Linked DNA regions of Mus musculus: all the other regions are linked to region 2. The links are chromatin contacts, called in public promoter capture Hi-C maps. All regions are on one chromosome and are shown on one strand. The core of a region is the stretch at or near the end of the contact, and the rest is flanking DNA. Distances in the headings are between cores, read along the strand shown.

Region 1 (2,700 bases), core at 160-2,659, 710 kb after region 2:
TTGCACCTATGGATACCCAATAAAACCACCAGCGAGGTCAGCTCCAGCCTAGACTAGGACCTGGGACATCCTGGAACATAGGCGATACTGCCAGCTTCCCAGACCCTAGACTATGATTGGTAATGAGCATGCTCAGAGAATAGCAAAGGGCTTTAGCAAGATGCTCTACTCTTCTGTTGTGAGCATTAAGCTCTGTTGTGAGCCTCAGAAGCACTGTGCCTTAAGAACTTGAGGCCTCCCTGGTTCCAGAGGCCAAGCTGAGCATCTGCCCTAGTGGGCTTTGACTCCCCTCCAGGAAGCTCCCCACATCTTCTACCTACAACTCCAGTGTTCGTTCACTTGGATTAACAAGAGCCATGGTTCATTATCACCAGAATTCCATGACTCACACGAGAAGAATTTTTAATAGCAAGTAAAACATACACTCAATCCACCATCACTGCGTCCACCAACATGCACCTGACATCAAACACATGAGCCAAAGATAACAAGCTGCAGCAATTCTCAGCAGCCAGGACACCAACAATAGCTCACAAAGTTTCACAATGATAAGGAACACATCTCTTGAGGAGTAGTGCGTGCTCTCCTAGCTGACCTCCTGCCAGCAAATTGCATCATGGGAACTCGGTTGTTCAGCTCCAGTTGATGGGGCACCCAGCCTGTGCAGCGTTGTTGTGAAAGGGATCCTAGACACCAAGCCCAAGGTCAGCCACTCCACTCTCCTGTCCCTGTGCTTGAGACACATACTGGATGGTGCATTTTTTCTCATCTTGGGCTATTTTAGCATCTTGGATTTTATCTCTCAGGGAGGTAAAAGCAATTTCTAATTATTTTCCTTCTTTCTCTTCTTCCTTTCTTTCAAACAAAACAAAACAGCTGCACCACAATTGGAATTTGAGGGGGTGGTTGCTTTGAGGCTTGTAGGCTTGGAAATACACACAAACACACACACACACACACACACACACACACACACACACACACTCAATTTCAAAGGAGGAAATGATCCTTCAATAACGTCTGAGAGAATTGGATGGTGGTATTCATCAGCTCGTCTGGAACCGGTAGGCAGCTCTATTGTATGAGGGGGCAAGGGTCTGCAGTCTACTTAGCTTTCCATTTGGGGAAATTTCCTTTGGAGGATTTTCTTTACAGCCTTAAAGCCCTGTGTTTATATAAGGCCTGGAGCTGTATACCAAACAAGGCAGAACACACAGTTGATGGCTGAAGCTTGCTTTTCTTTGTGTGTGCTTTCATGTGCGTGCATGTGGAGGGGCCAGGGCCAACATCAGATGTCTCCTTCCTCAATGCTTCTCCTCCTGACTTTCTGAGACAGGATCTCTTACTGAGCCTAAAACGCATCAGCTCAGCTAGGCTGGCTGGCCTGTGAGCCCCAGGGATCGCCCTGTCTCCATCTCCTCGGTGCTGAGGCTGAAGATGTAGGCTCTCCCATGGCTTTCAACATGGGTGCTCTGGGTCTGAGCTTAGGAGCCTATGTTTGCACGGGATGCACGTTACTGAAGGAACCATCTCCCAAGCTCCTCTTTTTAGTTTTCCTTTTATTTACTTGTTTATTTATTTTTGATGGATTGATTTTCCTTGTATGAGTACACCGTAGCTGTCTTCAGACACACCAGAAGAGGGCACCAGATCCCATTACAGATGGTTGTGAGCCACCATGTGGTTGCTGGGAATTGAACTCAGGGCCTCTGGAAGAACAGTCAGTGCTCTTAACCGCTGAGCCGTCTCTCCAGCCACTACTTGTTGGTTTATTATTTGAGATGATTTGAGTCAGGGCCTCCTGTGGTAACCCAAGCTGTCCTCAAATTCTCAACCAAGTGCTAGGATCAAAGGCCTGGGCCACCAGGACTGTCCAGCTTGTGTTTCTTTATAAAGGCCAAGTGACTTGTTTGTCTTATGTCTTTCCTGAGGTGACCCCTATGAGGTGGGGGGCTTTACACACAAGGGCCCTGTCCACCTCTGTAGCTTTGGTTTTAAGTGCATATGGGACGTGCATGCTGTCACGTCATGAAAGCAGCCTCAAGAAACATTGCCCGCAACACTGGGGCTTGGATTCATGGCCACTGCCTGATGAAAGGCTGGGTTTTTAGCATGCACACAGCTTTCTGCTCTTATAGGGGATTGTGGCTTGATTACAGAAAAAGAAGACTAGTCCTGCTGTCATTCCTCAGGCTGTAAGAATGGAATTAGCGTATGCTTGAATCATACTGATTTTAAAAGTTGCTGTTTGATGACTCAGGGGGTAAAGTGCTTGCTGTACAAGCTGGACAACCTCAGTTTATCGCCCCCCCCCCAACTCTCCCCCCACCGTTCCACCAACTCCCAAAGCCAAGTTCTGAAAGTTGTCATCTGATTGCCATTTGTGTGCCGTGACACACGCACACCCACTTTCACAAACACATAATAAATAAATAAATTCATGTTTGAGCTGCTGACTTGAGTTGTATTTTTTTAAGGAAAAAAAAAAAGAACATTAAATTAATTTTGGCTTGGGATGAGAGCAGGGTTTCTAGCAAGTTCTAAGATGGTTCCAACCTGCCTTGTACTTGATATTTATATAAAGTGATGTTCTTACTACTTTCAATTATAAAGTCAGAATATTGGTCATCTCTGAAAAATGTTGAAGGTGCCTTATAGCCCACAGGCAAAATTTGATTCGTTATAGCTAAATACACCAGC
Region 2 (2,700 bases), core at 114-2,613:
TTCTATTCCCATAGAATTTTGCAACTATGGTTTTTGAATCAGTCATTCATATATATATGAATATGATATATATATATGCATACATACATACACACACATACATATATATGAAGTTGAAGATATGTCTTTTATTAAAACTGTCTGGAGGGGATAAGAGTCAGTTTGAAATATGTTGAAGTTCTGAAATAATGTGCACATCTGAGGAGTTGGTTTTATTTTTTAACATTTTATAAAAATATCATAGATGGAGCCTGCCCCCTCATTTCCCCACCACAGATTCTTTGGACTAGATATATGTTTAATAATAGCTTGTCTCTGATATTCACAGTAGCTACCTCTATGTGAGGAAAGGATAGAAAACATTCAAGACATCATATGGGCTTACGATCTACAGATTCCAACCAGTAGCAGTGGCTGACTCCTACACAGACGACTGGGAACTGCAAACAGGCTGGGGTCACCTCAGTGACATCTGACGCTGTCCAACCAGAAGTCTGACTTGTGTGTGCGTGTGCTGCAGGAATTGAAAAATGTACTAAAAGACTAAAATATTTTGCCTCTATACTTTCTCATTCGTTTTTATTGTTTGTTTTTAATCCTGGCGGGAGAGGGGTTTTTAAGTATTTCCTGTATCTGGAATGAAAGGGAAAGATGGGAAAGCGGTCCCGTCACCCAAGAATAACCCAGTAATGACATCTGAACGCGTGGGAAGTGTTTCCCTCCACAGTAGGCGCTTCTAAGGCTGTACCCTAGTGGAATTCCCTGCTCAAATTGGAAGACCACGCAAAGGGCGATGGCAAGAGCGCTGAGTGAGGGCTTAGCTGGTCAGGAATAAAAATACCCGAGGGTAGGGGACACTAGAAGCTAGCATCCTAGTTCGTAGGTGGAAGCTGTGATGTGCTTGACCGATTGAACAGCCAGGTGACCAACCGAAGCCCTGACTGCCGCTGGGGGTATGAGAGGGACGCGACGCCGCCGGGTACCAAGGCAGAGTCACGAGAGGCAGCCCAGCTGTGCCCAGCGGGCCAGCGCCAGACCCTGGCGTCCTCCATCTTCTCTCCTGCGCTCCCCCTGCTCCAGCTGCCTGAGCCACGGACCGCAGCATCACACACCCCCGCGGGGGGGGACGCCGCACCCCATCCCCGCCCCCGGCCCCACCCCAGCCCCCGCGCGGGCTCCCTGACCCCACCGCCCGCGGGCACTGGCTGAGCTCCGAGGCGGCGCGCCGGCGGCGGGGACGCCCGGAGGGGGTCGAAGCGGCTGGGGGCGGCGGCGGCCGGGCCGGGGCTCCCCCCCCGCCCGCGCTCGCCGCCGCGGTGGTGCGTCCCGGAGGTTACCGGAAGTGGCCGCGCTCGGCGCTGCCATGTTGAGGAGCCGCCGCTGCCGCTGCCGCCGCCGCCGCCGCCGCTTTGTTGTCGCCTCCTCCGCCTGAGGAGGCTCCCCGAGCGGGGGGAGTGGGGAGGAGGGGGGTCGGCCGCCGCAGCCATGGAGGCCAACTGGACCGCGTTCCTGTTCCAGGATCTGGGGGCCCCGGGGGGGTCGGGGGGCCAGGGGGGCCGGGCCGGGCTCGGGCGGGCGGGCGCTCCTCCCCTCCCGGCTCCGCTCTCCGGCCCGGCCTTAATCCCCCTTTGTTTTTCCGCCCGCCCGCTCCGGCGGAGCCCGGCCGCCGAGGTGAAAGGAGGCGGCCTCGCGGGGTGCGGGGGAGAAGCAGGCCTCGGGGTGAACCCGGGCCCCCCCAAGCACACACGCACACACACACCCTTCCCTCCCGCCCCGAAGGGGAAGGGAGGAGGCCGGCCGCTGTCACCACCCCGCGGCCCAGAGAAAGGAGGGCGCCGGGCCGCTGTGGAGCGCGGGCCGCTCGGCCACTGCGCGCCCGAGCGGGGCCGCGCGGCGCAGCGAGGGGGTCTCCGGGTCCCGCTCCGAGTACCCATCCATCTTTCGCTTGCGCTTTTCGCGTCACCTCTCTCTTTTTGTGTGTGTGTGCTTGTGTGTTGACTTTCTGACCCTCCTCCCACATCCCGCGAATAGCGGGTATCTCTGGCTTCGCCGCCACTCCCCCTTCTCGCCGCCCCCTCGGGTGGACCCGACGGGGGGTGTTGCGAGCGTGGTTCCCCTCTGCAAACTTTTCTCCGCTCCTAGCCCAAGTCCTGGGCGAGCCCTGGCAACTGGTCCCCTCGCCTCTGTCCAGCTTCTGCGGTCCCATTGAGCTTGGGGAATCCCCGAGCCGGCGGGGCCGGGCGGGGGCGGGGAGCGGCGGGGGCCGGGACTCCTGCAGGCCCGACCTTCCCCGGAGCGTGTCTCGCTAGTCTCGCTCCGCGACCCGCTCGAACGTTCGCTCCGGCCCAGTGGGCGACGGGAAGCGGAGAGGGAGCGCAAAGTCCGCTTACAAAGCCCCTAGATGAGTCACTCATAGGGAGTATGGGGGTCTTCGCTTCTTCTTTTTTTCCTTTTGCCAGAAACTTCAAAGCTAATGTTAGCGGATACTTCAGCCATACCCTTCTCCTACCACTTTAATGCGGGACCCCTGATTGGAACTTTTTCCCCCCTCTGCTTCCTTTCTGTTTGCAAATGCATTGATGAGCAGTAGAGATAAGCACATGCAGAAACTTCAGAACTGAAGGTTAGGGAGCTAGTCGTTTTTAAAATGTGTCCTTCCCGCCTCCCTCTTTGGAGTTTTCCTAAATACTTCGTGAAATT
Region 3 (2,700 bases), core at 182-2,681, 740 kb after region 2:
ATAAGAAAGCTAGCAGAGTGAGCCAGGGAGCAAGTTAGCAAGCAGTGTTCTTCCACGGTTCCTGTCTGACTTCCTCAAAGGTGGGCCGTGTCCCGGGAATGGAATTTGAAATAAACCCTTTTCTCCACAAATGCTTGTGGTCATAGTGTCTATCACAGTAACAGAAAATCAAAGTAGAACAAAAATGAAGTCAAAAAAAAAAAAAAAAAAGCCAAAGTCAGAGAATGGATGTCTCATGTAGCCCTTAGCAACTAGACAAAGGCCATAGCCAGAGAATGGATGCCTCGTGTAGCCCTTAGGCCCAAGTCAAAGGTTATAGTTAGCAAATGGGTGTTTCATGTAGCCCTTAACTACCAGCCAAAGACCATAGCCCCATAGCCAGAGAGCAGGTGTCTCATGTATCCCTTAGACCCAAGTCAAAGGCCATAGTCAGAGAGTAGATGTCTCATGGAGCCCTTCACTGGCACTCTTGGTCCACCTGCCTCTAATTTTGTGCACTGAAATTATAAGTGATCATCGCCAGGCCCTTCCGGCTCTTCTTTTTTCAATGGCAAAGGCAGGGAGGCTGTCCCCCTTCACCTTTGCACAGGGCCCTCTGTCTTCTGACAGGCTAGCAGTTGCCAGATGGTGCGTCTGAGGGGTACAGAGCTGGAGAAGGCTCTCCATCTTGTCCTGGTGCGCGGCCTTGGCCTCCACCACCTGACCATTGTTGATGAGGATTTGCTCCTGGGACTTCATCCTGCTGATTCACCTCCTCCGAGGGCTCCTCGCGCTCTGACTGCATGGCCGGTGACCAGGCAGCTGACCAGATGCACACCAGGTGGTGCGGGATCGGAAGCACACCACCCATATTTCACCAGTGGTATAATTGACAAGGGTCACCACAGGAGAGCTTCAGAGGAATAGAGGCCAGGGACACAGATTGCTGCTTGGGTTGCTAGTGGAATGGCTGCCCAGCCTCTCTTCTCCTCTGCAGAAAGCTTTCTCCCCCCACAAAGCCTCAAAGTCCGGCTTTACCTTCATCACCCTCCATTACCATGAACCAAGGACAAGTTTCCATCCCTGGAACGTGCAAATCTTTGAAAACAAACATAGGTGGGCGACAAAGTCAAGTATCCCTGACTCATCTCTGTCCCTCACTGACCACAGGCTGGCCTTAAACTTCTCATCCTTGGCCTGGCTGTCCTAAAACTCACTTTGAAGACCAGGCTGGCCTTAAATTCACTTGAGATCTGCCTTCCTCTGTCTCCCAAGTGCCAGGATTAAAGGCGGCGGCGGCGGCAGCGGCGCCACCACCACTGGATGGCTTAGACTCCGTCTTTAACAACCTCAGTTTTCTCAGTTGATTAGCGGGCATGGTGAAGCCTATTTTCCAAGTGAGTGTTGGCTGTGATTATCCCCACCTGCTCCTGACTGTAACAGACTCACGGAACTGCGGCATCGCGAGCTCTCTACAGCCAGCGGTGCACAGAGGGTTAAGGATTCAGAACTGAGCCTCTCCAACAGAGGAGAAAATAGAGCCACTTCCGGTGCACTTGAAGGACAGATTGCTGGGGATGGAATTGCAATCGGGTCTCGGAGTGGGAGAAGTGATTGCTGCCCTCATTAATATTACTGCTGGCGAGGGCTGCGTGGGACTCAATCAGGTAATTGAGGTCCCAAATTTCGTTTTTTATCCAGATGCGAGATTAATCGAAGTGGCTTCTTCAAATGAATTCTTCGGAGCTTTCGTTGTAAGCACGACGTCCTCTGGAGTTGTTGTTAACGTTTCAGACCTGAGCAATCGGGAAGCGAAGGCCTATTGTCCGGTTTAGCTAGTGTAAATGTTAGGACGGTCAAGGTCAGGGCATCACTGTACAGCTGTCAGCTCTGGTTTGACTCCAGGGACTCTTTGACCATGTGAACCCCTGGACAGCCACTCTGAGATGATGTCACAAGTCATGACCACGGTGATGATGGGAGGCAATTAACTTTGGTCATTCTGGACAGAGCAATAAAAACTAACTGCAAATCAGAACTAACCAACTACCACCACCTCCTGATGGTGATCAGGGAGGGGCAATGATGTCCATCTGTGATAAATATTTACATATTCATCATGCACACTACCCTTGTGTCTCTTCCGTTCCTACCAGGTACACGCCTTACAGTTAAGAATGGTACACAAGCCGGGCATGGTGGACACACCTTTAATCCCAGCACTCGGGAGGCAGAGGCAGGTGGATTTCTGAGTTCGAGGCCAGCCTGGTCTACAGAGTGAGTTCCAGGACAGCCAGGGCTACACAGAGAAACCCTGTCTCGAAAAAAGCAAAAAAAAAAAAAAAAAAAAAAGAATGGTGCACAAAGTGTTTTGCTAAGTACTGGTCACTCTGCTGAAAGACTGAAGGTCAGGAAATAGTTGTGGAAACCCCTTTATCTATGGTCAGGTGCATGGCACTAGTGCCTAGTGGCTAAGTCTGGGGTGTTGCAGAACCCCTTGATTTGGGAGGTCTGAGGAGTCTTGGATAACTGGTATCAGAATTGAATTTGATTGTTGGACACTCCTTTGGTGTTTCAGAATTGGAGAAGGGACTTGTAAATTCTCTCAGGGTTTCCACATAGGAATACTATAAATCCATTGTTAGATTTTTTTTTCTCTTAGTATCTTTGTGCTTTTGTGACACCACTGTAACTAATATGGATTTGGAAAAAAAATCCGTG
Region 4 (2,700 bases), core at 125-2,624, 550 kb after region 2:
CCAGTGTTATAGGGGTCTCAAATCAGAGCAGGTGGTCAGGGGAGACTTCTGAGAACCCACGCCTAGACCTTGATCTCAGAAAGAGGAAAAAAAAATACACTAAAGAGCAACCAACACACTAAAGAGCAACCAAGACAGGGGCCGGGGCCAGGGCCAGAGCTGGGGCCAGGATTGGGGGCGGGGGGGGGGGGGTGGTCATCACTGCAAACCGAAAGCATTCATCAGAGCCCTTTCTCCCACTGGAATGCTGGGATACTAAGACCGGTCGTTCTTTCAACAGGAAAGAAAAGCGTAGGCCAACTCTTGCTGGCTCGCTCTGCTCCTTCGGCACAGTTTACTGAAGCGTGTGAGGCTCTGCCTAACATTTAGGATATTTTGATTTAAAATGCAAACAGCAACACTGATAAAGATCGTGGCGCCAAAGCGGGCCCTCGAAGGAAAGGGCACACTAACTCCCCTCCTTCTAACCCTGGATCTCACAGCTACCTAAGCTGACGGCTTGAAATTAACTCATTCAGTTAATAATTCAAAGCCATGGGCTGGACAAGTTTTAACGCCTCAATGTTGGTTTATAATTAACCCAGACCGTGGTGTTCTTAGGTGTTTGATTTTTAATTAGTCTATTGATTAATCAGTCTGGTTAACAATTATTTATTTCTGGGGCCCTTTACTGTCTTCTATTCTTGTTAAGGGAGGGTGAGGGTTACCCTGGCTCCTTTCTCCTCTGAACCCCTCCAGATCACAGTCCCATCATTCTCTAGGGACACTGTAGATACAGTATTGAGACCAGAAAGGAAGCCTGCCCAGCCTGACACAAATGAAGGTACCCCCCCTTTTGTTCATCTGTTATCCTTGGTATCAGATTCTGCTCGCAGGAGCACATGAAATGAAGGAACTCACAGAATGGCACCCTACCCAGGCACAGGCTGGGCCCTCTCATCCCTTCCTTCCCAGTTCAGAGCTAATTGACATCTTGTGTGAGCATTGCATCATGTCCCTTTGCAAAGCCAGAAGCAACTGAGAAGGTGCTACACGCCCCTGCCCCCCCCCCATCTCTCGGGGGACTAACCCAAAACAAATTACTCAGTAATGGGAGGGCCCCTCTCTCTGGCAGAGGCCCACATGTCTGTCTGTTCAGCAGTTTCTTGCCTGCTCTATTTGTAGGGGTTGCAGGGGATCAGAGAGGTCACCACCTCTCTCAGGGTTACAGTGCTCTGTAGCACACAGCTGCTCAGAACCCACACTCCTCCCCGTGACAGAGGAGGAAGCACAGTTAACAACAAGGCTGGTGACTGATGCCCGTTGACGTTCTGGGGTGTCCTCCCTCGACGATCACAAAAAATTAACCCAAGACACCAGCACCAACACCAACAGTCCACCAGGGGATCGAAGCAGGTCCTACCTAGGACAAGTTTTCTCAGCATTCAGCACTATGTCACCAAATGACCAGGAGGCAGCCCAAGATGGAAATCCTTGGTAGAGATTTCCTTTGGAAAATTCCACTGTATATCCATGAAAGACCGATCTTAGAATTCTTATGGAAAAAAAAATTATCTTTACAGATCCCATGCAAGGGTGTCATGGATAACCAGGGGTCCTGGACCACAAAGCAACTCCTCTGGAAGATTCATGTATAGGACAACTCTGGGCTGCAGGAGCCCCTAGGACCTGGGTGAGCTGCTTTAACTTCTTCCTCTCTAAACTCAGCTAAAGACCCGGAACCCTACAGAACCCAGTGTGGATGCCCATCATTGGATGATTGCATCTGCTGCTGGCACCAATCACAGAGCTGCCCAGGCCTACAGGGTACCACACAGTTGGCGGAAGTGCAGGGACCCATGTGCCCAGGCCATGCCACAGACAACCGCAACTGCATCCTTCAATGAAGCTCCAGGTAAAAGCAACTGGGCGTGAGAGGGATGGCAATGTGTGTGCAAGGCTTCTCCCTGGTGCCTTTCAGGTTGGGATTTAGCATCTTCGGGCAGCTACCCACAGGTCCCTTTAACAAGCCTCGGGGGGGGGGGGGGGGACTGGGAGCCACACTGTTCCTAGCCTACAGGAATAGCCTCAGGGCAGCAGCAGGAAGGGCTGTTCCCGTTCAGGAAGCTGTGTCCTTTCTGAAGACCTAGAACCCTGGCCAGGATGGGAGCCTCAGAGTCCACTTGAAATACCCTGGGAAAACACCCCTCCCCAAACTACATCTGTACTCCTCCTCCATCCAACACAGCCTTCGAGTAATCCCCACCACCTGCCGGTTTCTCATTTTCTCTCTTGCAACAACTTAAAATTTAAAAGAAAAAAAAATTTAATCACAATTCAGGAAAACACACCCACGCATCTTGCTCACTAAGCGTGAAAGCCACCACTCCCTCGCTCAACTCAGCCCCTGCTCCACTTCAGAGAGTGGAGGAGAGAGAAATGTCATTTGACACCACAAACGCTGCCTCCTTCTCAACCTGGAGGCCCCACCTGCCGGCATGTTTGCAAGGCTAATTCCAATCTCACTATTTGAATACACTTGCAAGCTGGGAAAACAAGCCAATAGTTCAGAGGATCCAAGGCAAACTCCGTCTGACAGCCCTAGCCCCGACGGCTGCCAAGACTGATTGACTGGCTGGTTATATTTAGAGGTGGAGGAGGAGGGGACATCAAACAGTGTAGGGCCTCCCGAACTCAAGAATGCTGTGTTGAGAACGACAG

The links. Promoter capture Hi-C pulls out the DNA fragments that hold promoters and counts their contacts. Capture Hi-C pulls out chosen DNA fragments and counts their contacts.
Region 1: a contact with region 2 is called in a promoter capture Hi-C map of cranial neural crest. The contact joins the enhancer-like site here to the promoter of Vezf1 in region 2. A contact is called at or near these places in 4 of 39 promoter capture datasets (the SN4741 cell line, cranial neural crest, liver and 1 more) and 3 of 115 datasets of contacts at active chromatin or transcription factors (embryonic basal ganglia, embryonic forebrain and embryonic hindbrain).
Region 3: a contact with region 2 is called in a promoter capture Hi-C map of stem cell-derived epiblast-like cells, with 8 times the contacts expected there. The contact joins the enhancer-like site here to the promoter of Vezf1 in region 2. A contact is called at or near these places in 12 of 39 promoter capture datasets (the C10 cell line, the SN4741 cell line, cranial neural crest and 6 more), 1 of 15 datasets of contacts at CTCF or cohesin (the NIH/3T3 cell line), 2 of 484 Hi-C or Micro-C datasets (embryonic stem cells and muscle stem cells) and 7 of 115 datasets of contacts at active chromatin or transcription factors (craniofacial prominence, embryonic basal ganglia, embryonic forebrain and 4 more).
Region 4: a contact with region 2 is called in a promoter capture Hi-C map of liver, with 5 times the contacts expected there. The contact joins the promoter of 0610039H22Rik here to the promoter of Vezf1 in region 2. A contact is called at or near these places in 5 of 39 promoter capture datasets (the C10 cell line, hippocampal neurons, liver and 1 more), 1 of 484 Hi-C or Micro-C datasets (CD4 T cells), 1 of 115 datasets of contacts at active chromatin or transcription factors (large pre-B cells) and 2 of 9 other capture datasets (adipose tissue and liver).

The regions. Positions count from the first base shown.
Region 1 is chr11:88,773,647-88,776,346 of GRCm38.p6, forward strand. No RefSeq gene overlaps it. Among named protein-coding and RNA genes, the nearest start is that of C030037D09Rik, 56 kb to the left of the region's middle. Within about 2 kb of position 1,410, at least 10 of the 459 cell types and tissues checked have an H3K27ac peak or open chromatin away from gene starts, as enhancers often do.
Region 2 is chr11:88,066,916-88,069,615 of GRCm38.p6, forward strand. It overlaps Vezf1 (vascular endothelial zinc finger 1), which reads left to right and starts at 1,364. Exons shown (of 6, transcript NM_016686.4): 1 at 1,364-1,518. The coding sequence starts at 1,486.
Region 3 is chr11:88,801,975-88,804,674 of GRCm38.p6, forward strand. No RefSeq gene overlaps it. Among named protein-coding and RNA genes, the nearest start is that of 4930556N13Rik, 48 kb to the right of the region's middle. Within about 2 kb of position 1,432, at least 20 of the 459 cell types and tissues checked have an H3K27ac peak or open chromatin away from gene starts, as enhancers often do. A contact at or near this core is called in muscle stem cells, where this site is marked.
Region 4 is chr11:88,617,877-88,620,576 of GRCm38.p6, forward strand. It overlaps 0610039H22Rik (RIKEN cDNA 0610039H22 gene), which reads left to right and starts at 1,375. Exons shown (of 3, transcript NR_131025.1): 1 at 1,375-1,894. The region is part of intron 5 of Msi2 (musashi RNA-binding protein 2); the gene reads right to left.